Linked DNA regions of Mus musculus: all the other regions are linked to region 2. Evidence: chromatin contacts called from public HiChIP or PLAC-seq and promoter capture Hi-C data. All regions are on one chromosome and are shown on one strand. Each heading gives the region's core, a stretch centred on a gene start, on an enhancer-like site or on the middle of the called end of the contact. The rest is flanking DNA. Distances are from core to core; before and after follow the strand shown. Region 1 has its middle 8.0 kb from the start of Gm39484. Region 2 holds the start of Tepsin (TEPSIN, adaptor related protein complex 4 accessory protein). Region 3 holds the start of Mafg (v-maf musculoaponeurotic fibrosarcoma oncogene family, protein G (avian)). Region 4 has its middle 26 kb from the start of Rptor.

Evidence for each region. Promoter capture Hi-C pulls out the DNA fragments that hold promoters and counts their contacts. HiChIP or PLAC-seq counts read pairs in DNA pulled down with a chosen protein or histone mark.
Region 1: a promoter capture Hi-C map of hippocampal neurons shows a contact between it and region 2, with 2.5 times the contacts expected there. The contact joins the enhancer-like site here to the promoter of Tepsin in region 2. A contact is called at or near these places in 10 of 39 promoter capture datasets (the 3T3-L1 cell line, 3T3-L1-derived adipocytes, the C10 cell line and 5 more), 2 of 484 Hi-C or Micro-C datasets (B cells and cerebral cortex), 7 of 115 datasets of contacts at active chromatin or transcription factors (bone marrow-derived macrophages, embryonic forebrain, embryonic stem cells and 4 more) and 3 of 9 other capture datasets (embryonic stem cells, liver and macrophages).
Region 3: a FOXA1 HiChIP or PLAC-seq map of pancreatic cancer cells shows a contact between it and region 2. The contact joins the promoter of Mafg here to the promoter of Tepsin in region 2. A contact is called at or near these places in 1 of 39 promoter capture datasets (pre-B cells), 1 of 484 Hi-C or Micro-C datasets (CD4 T cells), 1 of 115 datasets of contacts at active chromatin or transcription factors (pancreatic cancer cells) and 1 of 9 other capture datasets (adipose tissue).
Region 4: a contact with region 2 is called in a promoter capture Hi-C map of liver, with 2.5 times the contacts expected there. The contact joins the enhancer-like site here to the promoter of Tepsin in region 2. A contact is called at or near these places in 2 of 39 promoter capture datasets (embryonic stem cells and liver) and 3 of 115 datasets of contacts at active chromatin or transcription factors (bone marrow-derived macrophages and embryonic stem cells).

Annotation. Positions count from the first base shown.
Region 1 is chr11:119,513,775-119,516,474 of GRCm38.p6, reverse strand. No RefSeq gene overlaps it. Among named protein-coding and RNA genes, the nearest start is that of Gm39484, 8.0 kb to the left of the region's middle. Within about 2 kb of position 1,289, at least 72 of the 459 cell types and tissues checked have an H3K27ac peak or open chromatin away from gene starts, as enhancers often do. A contact at or near this core is called in cerebral cortex, embryonic forebrain, forebrain and 1 more, where this site is marked.
Region 2 is chr11:120,097,225-120,100,142 of GRCm38.p6, reverse strand. Tepsin (TEPSIN, adaptor related protein complex 4 accessory protein) reads left to right here and starts at 1,412. Exons shown (of 13, transcript NM_183137.2): 1 at 1,412-1,517; 2 at 2,562-2,634. The coding sequence starts at 1,470. It overlaps Ndufaf8 (NADH:ubiquinone oxidoreductase complex assembly factor 8), which reads right to left and starts at 1,209. Exons shown (of 3, transcript NM_001110242.1): 1 at 1,078-1,209; 2 at 885-995. The coding sequence starts at 1,161.
Region 3 is chr11:120,632,077-120,634,893 of GRCm38.p6, reverse strand. It overlaps Mafg (v-maf musculoaponeurotic fibrosarcoma oncogene family, protein G (avian)), which reads left to right and starts at 1,347. Exons shown (of 3, transcript NM_010756.3): 1 at 1,347-1,532. It overlaps Gm17586 (predicted gene, 17586), which reads right to left and starts at 1,144. Exons shown (of 3, transcript NR_165823.1): 1 at 402-1,144.
Region 4 is chr11:119,575,469-119,578,531 of GRCm38.p6, reverse strand. No RefSeq gene overlaps it. Among named protein-coding and RNA genes, the nearest start is that of Rptor, 26 kb to the left of the region's middle. Within about 2 kb of position 1,286, at least 12 of the 459 cell types and tissues checked have an H3K27ac peak or open chromatin away from gene starts, as enhancers often do. A contact at or near this core is called in liver, where this site is marked.

The DNA of each region.
Region 1 (2,700 bases), core at 40-2,539, 580 kb after region 2:
GGAGCCTTGGGTGAGCCTGGTAGGGTGTGCCAGTGTGTCTTCACTGTACCACCCCCTAACAGACAAGTGTCTGTGTGCTGGTGACACCCTCATCCTACTGAAGCTTCAAGTTTGGGAGCTGGCAGATGTCTGAGGATGGTTTTCTGTCAGGCATTGGGAACCTGAAAGAAAGAAGTCACCCAAGACCACCCAGCCAGGTTTGCTGGGAAAGGCTAACCCTGCTCCATGAGATACCTCACCTCTCTTCCGAGGATGGGCAGGGACTCCACAAACTCATTGGCTTTACCCCACTCAGAACTCGTGTGGTCCCAGCCTCTCCTTCAGATGTGGTCTGCTCCCTGCTCGCTCTAGCGGGTGCCTGCCTCTCCCGCCCCCAAGCTCCCTGCGGGAAGGGGTTCCTATGGCACCCCTTCCCCCGCACACACTTAGCTCACTGGAAGCCATCTGCCCGGAGATGGTGGCAGCAGATGCCTCAATGCACAGCGGTGCCTGAAACATAGTCGGCCCAGTGCCCAATCAACCTGGGCCCGTCCCATCAGGGCAGGGGCTGTGGCCAGAGGCGTTTTTTTGCACAGTGAGGACAGGCAGGTCCTGGATCCAATGGCATTTCTAGGATATACATACCAAGTTGGTTTCCAGGCCTAGACTGGGAAAAAGAGCCCTTAGCCTCATCCCTGCCAAGGATGTCTGAAAGCCAAACCTACTTCTTCAGCCTCAGGAAGAGGGTAATGGAAGAGGAGCCAGACGTGAGACAGGACCTCTGTGGGCCACAGCACCTCCAAAGCATGGTGGTACACACCTGTAATTGGGAGCGGAGGCAGGAGTTCCCGGCCATGGGCAACAAAGGGAGACACTATCCCAGTACACAATGAAAAGATAAAAAGACAAGACTCGGGTTGAGCCTGGAGTCCTCTGGACTGATGCTAGAACTGTCATTCCCAAAGATCTGCTTCTGTTGGGGCTGCAGACCTCTGATATAGACCTCTGGTATAGCCCCACGGTCTGTAGCCCAGTGCTCAGTGTAAGAGAGGAAAATTCATTGTGTAAGCCTGCCTGGGGCAATGGGCAGACAGCCAGATTCCTCAGGACCCCACGGCGGAGAACCAGGAGGCTCTGAAGGCCCAGTCCTTCCATCCTCCCCGGTTCACCCTGCATCCCCCTCGCAGCGTCCCTGCAGGGCGAGTGTGCAGACACAGGCTCACCGACAGGCGCGCACACGCCTCCGGGCCGCCTCTGCTCCCCTCGCATCTTGCATTTGTTTTGCTTCAGCAGGGCTCGAATGGGGACAAGCTGCACTCTCTCAACTAGCAGATCCCTTCAGCCCCCCACGGAGGTGCCATATGTCAGTGTCATGAATAGGCATGAGGTTTGGGGGCGGGGCAGTGGCAGCTGCCAATCACTGGTTGGCTGAGTGGCGCGGACAAAGCCGAAGGGTGTGGTGGGTCAGGGTCTGGGCTGCTGTTCTGAGTGGGCACCCCTAGCACCCAGAGGGCCTTTCTAAAAGCAAAGCCAGATCTCCAAAGGTACAGGCAGTAATGGCCCAGAGTCACCAGAGCCCTCCATCTTTGTGGCTTATAATGCCAGCTGAGGGGGTCGCGCACTTCGTCCGGGATGACTCTGTCCTACTCCCAGGACACCCGCCCTGGCCTTCAGGAGTCAGGGCCAAGCCTGCACCTGCCAGAGCAAGGGAGGCAGTCAAATTTAGCTAGAGGTGCAGTGGGTCACTCCAGAAAGACTCAGAGCATCCCAGAGCCTTGAAGGTTGCCAGGATTCTGCCGGTAGCTGCCAGTGTGCTGCCAATGGTCCCATGTGCCAAGTGTGCTGTAACCTGTCCGTAGGCAGTATCCTGGCTGTTCTCTGCTTCTCTGTCGCCAGCGCTGTGTTTCTGGGGTCCATCCACCCCTTTATCTCACAGCTCTGCCGTTTGTCCCCTTTACCTTGAGGATGTGGGTGACCCTTTGCTTCCTGCGGTCACATGTTAAGCAATGGACACTGGCAGTGCAGTTATCCCTCCCAGAGATGGTCTAACCCAACCATTGGTCCCCTCAGCCGAGACCTTTTCGGCCACATGACCAGTGACCATGTTATGAACGAAGGAACGGAGCCTGTGTCCGTCTGGGGTGGTGGGAAGGTTCTGCCCACTGTGGGCCCCTGCAGGCTCCTTCGCCTCATTTCCAGCCCTGCTGGAGGCTGAGTATGGATTGGACTGACTGCTCCAGGTTAATTGGCTCTCTCTCCCCTGCCAGCATGACGGATCCTGCATGACATTTCCCCAGATAGTTAATTGATAGCCAAGTAATTTGTCATGGAGACCTCGTTATATGCCAAGTGGGTCCCCTAAGCTGTTAGCGGCTGTGCCCCAGAAATAAGATTGGCAAGTTAATAATGGAGCCTTAATCATACTGTTCCTTGTCAGCGGAGGAAGAGGATGTCTAGGAGGTAGCATGGCTTTTTCCTAGGACCTCAGAGACCAAGCTGCATGAAGTCCTGAGGACCCACTTCTGCTTTGCTTAGCTTGCATCTGAGGGTCTGACTGAAACCAGGGTGACTCTGCATGGCTCCAGTCCACTGTTCCTCCTGGTTCCCTTTGGAGGAGCATCAGAGGGACCAAGGATCACCTAGAGCAGTGATTCTCAGCCTCCTTAACACTTTAACACTGTTCCTCAAATTACGGTGACTCCCAACCATAAAATTATCTCC
Region 2 (2,918 bases), core at 163-2,662:
TATTTCCAGTTTAGATATGGCTTAAAGCAAGACATCTACCACATCAAATGCCACCTTATCCCAACCACGCTAAAGAACTGAGATGCTAGTGTGTCTCGGGGGGTCCCAGCCTGGGCTCACCTACAGAGGACGCCTGGCCCCTGTGACTGAGAGTTTCTGTTATGAGATGGGCAGGGATGGAGGGGGAACCACAGGGGGGTGCCTTTATCTGGTCCAGGCAAAGCAGCAGATGGAGTCACACAATTCTGGTCAGCCACAGAGAGGGTGGCAGGGACAGCAGAAACTCTGAGCATTAGGAGTGTGTTTAGGGTTTCAATGACAGCTGCTGGCCACCAACCACAAGAGTAAAGGCTTGTGTCAAGTTAGAAGGAACAAGAAAAGCGCAACACCTGACGACTGAACAGCCTCTGCCGGGAAACCAAAGGCTGTATGTAGGTGAGGCTGGGCTGTAGTCAACTCAAACACTGCTCCTCATTCCCGCCGAGGCTACTGTGGACCTGCTTCTGATGCAGTGTGTCTGTCACCCTGGGTTCTTAACCACCGACCCTAGCTCTAGTGGAGGGGTCATGGGCAAAAAGGCCAGGATCAAGAACCCAAGCGGCTCTCAGCATCGCTTCCGTGCTGCAGGGAGAACCTGCTGCGGACCTTGCACTTTACTCCTCGGGGACAGGGTGCGTCAGGGGTGCGTGCCTAGCAGGACACTGCCCTGGCATCTAGCAGGAATTGCTGGGAGAAACCAAGTGGAGCTGGGGTCGGTCTCATCGGGTTGCCCATCGGCAAGACGCCAACAGCTAACTGGAGGCCCTGTCCCCTTGTCACTGGAGTTGCTTGGCGGAAAAGAGGACGCCAGACAGAGATGACGTAGCAGGGACACGCCCACCTACCGCGGCGGCGAAGCAGCTCCGCAGGGCCTCGAACTCGCGAACGCAGAGGTCCTTACTCAGGCGGCCTCCTGGGGCGGTGGACGCCTGCACGCACTTGCCATAAGCCGAGGCCTGAGGGAAGACGGGACAGTACAGGGACCTGACCCGAGTCGCCACCCATCCCGCTTCCGCTTCCGCTCCGTTCGCTCCGTACCTCAGCTCCACAGGCCGCCAGATGCTCGGGGAAGGCTCGGAAACGGCTCCGCACACGCCCCCACACCGCTCCGTTCACAGACATGAGCGGTCCTTTTAGGCTCTCGAGGGCGCCGCCATCTTGGGCCCTGCCTCTTCCGGAGTCGAACGCGTGAACATCCGGACTCTCCGCCTATCCTATTTTCTGGTTGGTCAGAGTCACAGTCCTGTGCTTCTGTAATTGGTCGCCGTTCTTGTCCGTCTCTTGCTGAGACTTTGGATTGGCTGAGACGCAGATGTTCCCGCCTTCGTGCCCGCCCCTTGCGAGCGATTGGTCGGGGGAGCGAGAGGAGCGCGACGATTGGAGGATCGAAGCCTGGCGGAAGCGGGGCAGTTTGGGAGGTTACCTGGACCATGGCAGCTGTGCCGCCCCTGCGGGACCGCTTGAGCTTCTTGCATAGGGTGAGTGAAACTCGCCGGGTGTGCTGACCTCCGGCGCCCGGGAACCTCGCTAGATTAGCGGGGACAGACACTGTCCAGCAGCTGCCGAGAATGAGTGTGCCTGCCGTGATAGCAGAAGGTTAACCCCAAGGGCGGCGGGCGATCTCCAGCGGGGCCCATCGGCTCTCCCCAGGCTTCATTTCAGAAGATCCTGGAAGCTCGTACATCTCTGGGGGACAGGGGGCATCTGGAAGGCCATAGCCACGGGGTGGCGAGAGCGGAGCCTGCTGCCAGCTGTTGACTGCAATAAATTGATTGCCTTGAGCTTTCTGACTGGATCTTGAGGGCACTGAGTGGCCCCAGGGACCCTTCTTAGGCTTTTAAGAGTCCCTGCTACAAGAGATCAGATCACTCAAGTCTGGGACAAGATCTGAAGTACTGAACTGTGCAGCTCCCTCCCTACAGATCCCCTTGAAGGCACTGTAGACAAATAGCACGGTGAAGACATACTTGTCTTAAATGTTCCTAAACCTCGCCCTCTCATCCAGATACTGATGGATGAGATGAGGTGTTCCCAGATTTCAACCAAGTAAACACCATAGGCTTGCAGGGACACGCAAGGAAGTAAGTAAGCAAGCACAACCAAGCTGATTCATGACTCAATAAGATGGAAGTTTGCTATCTTCAAGGAACCTTAAAGTCCCCAAGCTGAGCGGTTCTCACTCTTTGGGTCTGTACCCAGTAGTCTCACCCATCCAATGCACAGAAAGCCCTGAGATTCTTTCTGTTGCTGTTACTTAGTGTAGGAGGCAGGGGCTGAACCTCATCTTGACCTCGTTAGAGAACCTTTGTTGATTTTCCTCTTTCCCGGGTCACTCCTCCATGCCAGAGCAGAGCCTGTTTGCAGCTCTGCTTTGTGGCCCTTAGGGTGACTGTGGCCCTGCCCAGACTCTCTCCTGGGCAGTTTTAGCCCCAGTCAGCATGAGGCTTGCTTCCATTCCCTTCAGTGGCTGGGACCTACCCTGTCTAAGATGGCAGCTCACCATGGCCCTCATTCCCCTACAGCTCCCCATCCTGTTGAAGGGGACCTCAGATGATAGCATCCCATGTCCAGGCTACCTGTTTGAAGAGATCGCCAGTATCCTTCTGCACTGTTCCCATTGGTGGGTTTAGTGTTTAGTACGGAGGGGATCCTGACATAGCAGGAAGGGATACTGCATCAGGGTGGGGTTTTCTGCTATTCCAGGAGCACTGACAACTTCTTTTTTTGGATTTTCGAGACAGGGTTTCTCTGTGTAGCCCTGGCTGTCCTGGAACTCACTTTGTAGACCAGGCTGGCCTCGAACTCAGAAATCTGCCTGCCTCTGCCTCCCAAGTGCTGGGATTAAAGGCGTGTGCCACCACCGCCCGGCTCACAGACAA
Region 3 (2,817 bases), core at 98-2,597, 530 kb before region 2:
CTCAAAGCCTGTCCCCACAGAGACAATCGTCTTCCAACAAGACCACACCTCCTAATAGTGCCATTCCCTATGGGCCAAGCATTTAGACACGGCATTTAGAATTCATGCAGGCCATTTCTATTCAAACCACCACAAGGCATAAGGAGTAATTCTCTGTATTCTGAGACTCTGGCTACAGCCAGTGAAAGATAAAAGCTCCCCCCCCCCCACTCCCCAAAGAAATACAATGTAAAGAATTACTTTTTGAGGCTGGGTGTGGTGGCACATGTTTTTAATCCCAGCACTAGAGAGGCAGAGGCAGTCGGATCTCTGAGAGTTTGGGGCCAGCCTGGTCTAAACCTTGTCTCAAGAAACCAAATTTGACACAAAGGACACACACAGGCCCCCTCCAGCCTGCTTACCCCCTTTTCCTTGTCACCTATGTTACAGAACGAGTCACCTTTTCACGATTCCCAGAGAAGACAGGGTCAAATAGAACGTTCAGAACCTCGAAATGAAAACTTGATCCCTCCTACTTTCCTTCTTTTTTACTTTTTCAACAGCAGCGAGAAGTCTCACAGAAAAAGTAGCAGCAGAATGCACCCAAAGTAGTTTCAAATGCGGCAGAGAAGGGTTGGGCAAAGTGCACAACTCCTACAGTGCACGCACACTACCCGAAGAGATGGTCCACGGCCGCAGGTGAAGCCCCTAGCACCCTCCGGAGATTAGAATCATTAGTGAGCGTCCTCCAAGCCTTCGTGTCATCGTGGATAGTTTGGGGATCTGAGCTGGGGTTGGGGCTGTGCCCCTCAACAGCCGTGTCCTTTTCAGACTGCTGACCCATTTAGAATGAGGACGTCGCAGCAGAACGGGGTAAGGAACTAAATCACTGTGTCACACCTTCAAAACAGCAAATAGGTTCCCGCGTGGTGACGCTCATCTGTGAGTTCCGCTTTCAGGGGGCCGAGGCAGGAGCATCTCAGGGAATTGAAATCCAGTCTGCTCGCTGTACAGTGAAACTATGCATCCAAGTGAAGAAAATCAAACAAACCTCCCATAGACCTCGGTCTGAGTTGGTGTGGAGATCGGGAGGGAGCTAGAGGCATCCGAGTTGGGGCCACTCCGTAGAACCTGTCTCTGCAGGAGCACGGTCAACCCGGCGAGCGCCGGGACGACTCCCGCGAGACATTGCCAGGGCGCGGCGGGCGTTGCCAAGGGCAACGGCGCGGGGCTGCGCAGGCGTGATGGGGGCGCGCTCGCCTTGCTGCCGCCTCGCCTTTCCCTTTAAGCTTAGGCCAGCCGCGTCGCCGCTTCATGAATGGAACCCACGTGACCAAACATCATGTGACGTCTGAGGAGCGGCGGCGGCGGCGGATTCTGAGCCCGGTCCGGCCCGGCCTTCCCAGCGCGCTTGGCCCGGCCCGCGCAGGCGGCCAGTCCTCCTAAGCCCCCGGCCCGGACCCTTCGCGCCCGCCCCAGCCCCGCGCAGCCCCGGAGCGCGCGCGCGCGGCCCCGCCCCAGCCCCGCCTTGGCCCGCCCGGGCCCGCAGTGTGGTGAGTGCGCGGGGCTGGGGCGGGCGGCGGGGCCTGGCCTCGGGGTTGCGGCGCACCCGACGGCAGCGCGTGCCTTGGTTTCCCCGCCAGCCGGCTGTTCGCCTGTGTCCCCCTAGAGCCGGCGGACCGGGCGACCGCGAGGCTGGGGACGGGCGTGCGCGCGGCGGCGGACCCCGGGTGCCCTGCGGGGGGCGCGATTTAAGGGCGAGCTGCGCGCGTCTGCCCGGGTCAGCGGGGTGGCCGCACCGAGCTGCTGACTCATCAGGTGTCCGTCGGCTTCCGCGCGGGCGGGGTCGCGCGCGGGCCCACAGGGGAGGCGGCGGGGAGACCCTGCTGCGCGGCTTGGGCTCGCCACGCGGGTGCGAGCCCAGCGGAGACGTGCTGAGTCATCAGCATGAGGTCACTCGGTGCTCCTGCTGACGCTGGGCCAGGGCGGGGGGCCGGGGCCCGCTATCGGCCGGTCTAGTCGGGAGACAGGGCTCGATCCGGGTGGTGAAGGTCGGGCCGGGATCCGGGGTCGTGTTTAAGTTTGACAGACCTGTGAGTTGGAGGCAAAGGCTCCGAAGGAGGCATTGCAGGGGCGCGCCGCAGGTTTCTCCCGGGGTGGAAGGTAAAGCCCCGGGCGTGCGCATCCTTGCCTGGTTCTTGGGCTCCTGGCCCGGGTCCCACAACTGGGGCAGTTCCCCAAACCCGGAGACCGATCGGTGTACGCTGAGGGGAGGAGCTTAGGTGGGCCGAGCCAGCTCGTCTGGGAAGCAAGCTTTCCTTCTCTGTGACCCTGAATGGCCAGGCTTCGTCGGTCCTAGATGGGGAAGACCGGGAGGCAGGGGGAGAAGGGTCTGTGGCTTGAAAGAAGCTGGGGCAGCTCTAACCAGCTAAGGAGAGCAGAGTGTGGATCTAGGCAGCTGGTGAGAGTTTTTGAGGTGCAACCATGGAGTAGAAGATGTAGTTTTATTTATCCCAATGTTATTCCTTTCAGAAGAGTTTGGGGTCCCACTGTTGCCTGGAGTTACCAAAAAGTGTGTGTGCCCTGTTGGGTGTCTGGAGACTCTTGGGAGGTGACAGTTTTGTGGGGTGTGGCTGAATGGCTGTTTACTGACTTATCTGTCGTGAAGGTTCTTGAACTCCATCCTACTGCTTTCCTTGCCCAGGGATTCATGTCTAGACTGTGCTTACCTTGTGGTTTGTGCTAAGGGATGTCCCCTTAACCCTGAGCCCTGAGGCTGCTCATAGGTGCAGTGTTTTTTTCATTTGGTGTGGAACTTGCCCTATGAAACTTCAAGGT
Region 4 (3,063 bases), core at 37-2,536, 520 kb after region 2:
GCTGAGAACTTCTCCTGGTGTTCCTGTTGGTCCCTCCTGCTGACTCAAGCTGAGGCTGAGGCTTGGCTGTCTCTGCTAGTTTGTATCACTGATATTGCTAACCTGACTCTACCAAACTAGACTGCTAGTGTATCCATGAAGTGTTTGTGAGTGAATGGAACTGCCGCTGCCTGCTGTCCTGTGAACTAATCTGCCGATTTCCAGACTACACAGATGGGAGTTGCTCCAAAGAACCTTTCTAAACAACTCTCATAAGGACAACATAACTCTTATAACTTCCTCCATATCCTTTCTTTTCCACTACCTCTGGTGGGTGATGGGATAAAAGGGAGGTTAAAACATTTAAGAACCATCATTAAAAATAGGACTTGAAAAAAGGATTAAAGTTACAGTCATGGGTCTCTGTTCCCCTATCCTCCTCAGTCTGGTCCAGCAATATGACTGATGCCTGCAGACACCGGTGAATGCCTGCTTCTCTTGGCTGTGCCTAGAACACAGAACCGACTCTGGACCTAGCTCTAGAGCAACATAGCTGGACTTCTGGTCTGGTTCTGTACAGCCCTTTTACCTCTGGGCATAGCAAGATGCCACCTTGGACTTTGACTCATAGCCATGACACCAAAGCAGAATAATGTCACAGTAGCCAAGTCTGTGATGACAGTAATGAACCCCTGACCTGGGATCTGGTAGTTCTCTGATCAGCTGAAGACACCTCCTCTTTCCCCTCATCCAGGGAACAATGACAGTCTGAGCTATCTCTTTTAGCTAATTTTTGGAGATGCTGGGCTATACTGCAAGCAGAGAGTTAATTTAAAAGGAGGCCTCATGATGGGGGGGATGCAGGCATTTGGGGGTCACCCATGCTCCAGTAAGTAACCCCTTACCTGTTCTCTGTAAGCAAACCCAAAAGTTCACTGGTCTCACTTAAGTCAGACTTCAGTGAAATCGTGCTCTGGCTTGTCACTGCTGCCCATCTAGGGTGATAGGATTTCCCCGCTGTGTCTCCCAGGAATGTTAATGCAGCACCTGGGAAGGGATGGGGAGGGATTGCCAGAGACACACAAGCTCACTGTCAGAGCACAGCTGCCCCACATGCCAGCAGATGCCCCTGCAGGGCTCGCTGGGGGGCAGGAACGGGAGACACAGTGGCAGTTTGTTATACATGACAGCTCTCTGAAAAGGGCACAGCATTTACTTTAGCAAGTTTGAGATAGGACTCGAGAGCTGCCTGCTGAGGGTAAATACCAAGGGTTAAAAGGCAGGTCCTGCGTCATCACCCTTTAAAAAGGACAGGAGAGGGGCCAGCAGGGACTTGGCGGCATTCAGAATTAAGATCTGAGTATCTCAGCCCTACACCTCAGGGATGTGAAGGTCCAACTCTATTTTAGCATCATAAAGTTCCCGGGAGCTGGATCCAAATAATCTCCAATCATTATGGAATTTCAGATTTCTGGGCCCGTTTCCAAGCCTGCTATTAAGGCTGTTCATCAGAAGCAGCCACAGCCAGTGCCAGAGACTGACCCTCGGTGGAGTCAGAACTGAAGTCCTGAGGCCTCCTGGGGTTCAGGACCCCCCTTGTCCTCTGCAGGGTTCTTCCTCTCAGCTCCTGGTGCTGAACCTCTCTCCAGGCCCCCTGGATGTGTTTTTTAAAGATGAGATTTGCATTTATACCTCAGTGCTTGCTGAGAAGAGCAGCTCACGCGGGCAGGGCTGATCCCAGCAGATAAAGGCCTAGAATAAGTGAGTGTGGTGGCACACACCTTTGAACCCAGCACTCCTGCCTGAGGCAATGGGGGGGGGGGGAGGGGGTAAAGGTGGGCAGATCTTTGTAAACTCCAGCCAGCCTAGTCTTCACAGGGTTTCAGGCCAGCCAGGGTTACAAAGCAAGATCCTGTTTCAAAACTAACTAACTAACTAAATAAATAAATAAATAAATAGCCCTCACTTATGACTTAACATTATGAGACAAAGAAACTGCTGCCGGGCGTGGTGGCGCACGCCTTTAATCCCAGCACTCCGGAGGCAGAGGCAGGCGGATTTCTGAGTTCGAGGCCAGCCTGGTCTACAGAGTGAGTTCCAGGACAGCCAGGGCTATACAGAGAAACCCTGTCTGGAAAAACCAAAAAAGGAAAGAGAGAGAGAGAGAGAGAGAGAGAGACAGAGAGAGAGAGAGAGAGAGAGAGAGAGAGAGAGAGAGAGAGAGAGAGAGAGAGAAACTGTTGAGTTTGTTTCATGTTGGCCATCTACAGCTGGGCTTGGGGCCGACCTTTAAGAGTGATTTGTTTCATGGCTGGAGAGATGGCTCATCGGTTAAGAGCATTGACTGCTCTTCCAAAGGTCATGAGTTCAAATCCCAGCAACCACATGGTGGCTTACAACCATCTGTAACGAGATCTGATGCCCCTCTGGTGTGTCTGAAGACAGCTACAGTGTGTTTATAATAAATAAACAAACAAATAAATAAAGTTTTAGGAATGATTTGTTTCCCCAGTGAGACTTTCTTGGAGAAAACTACATTTGTTATTTGCAAATGGCTATTGTCTTAGGGTTTTACTGCTGTGACAGACACCATGACCAAGGCAAGTCTTATAAAGGACATTTAACTGGGGCTGGCTTACAGGTTCAGAGATTCAGTCCATTATCATCAAGGCGGGAGCATGGCAGCATCCAGGCAAGCATGGTACAGGAGGAGCTGAGAGTTCTACATCTTCATCTAAAGGCTGCTAGCAGAAAACTGGCTTCCAGGCAGCTAGGATGAGAATCTTAAAGCCCACACCCACAGTGACACGCCCACTCCAATAAGGCCACACCTGCTAATAGTGCCAATCCCTAGCCAAAGCCTATACAAACCATCACAGCTATCAATGGGAGATTAGGGTTGGGGGTTGTGGGGGAGGCATGTGGCCACCTCTCCTTCCAGCTCTAGGTCCCCATCCGGTGCAGACGTGTGCAGACCCTGTGCGTACTGCCTCAGTCTCTGTGAGTGTGCAGGCTCTGCTGTGTCTAGGCCTTGATTCCTAGATGTCCTTCTCTTCATCCTCTCTGGCTCTTGCAGTCTTTCTA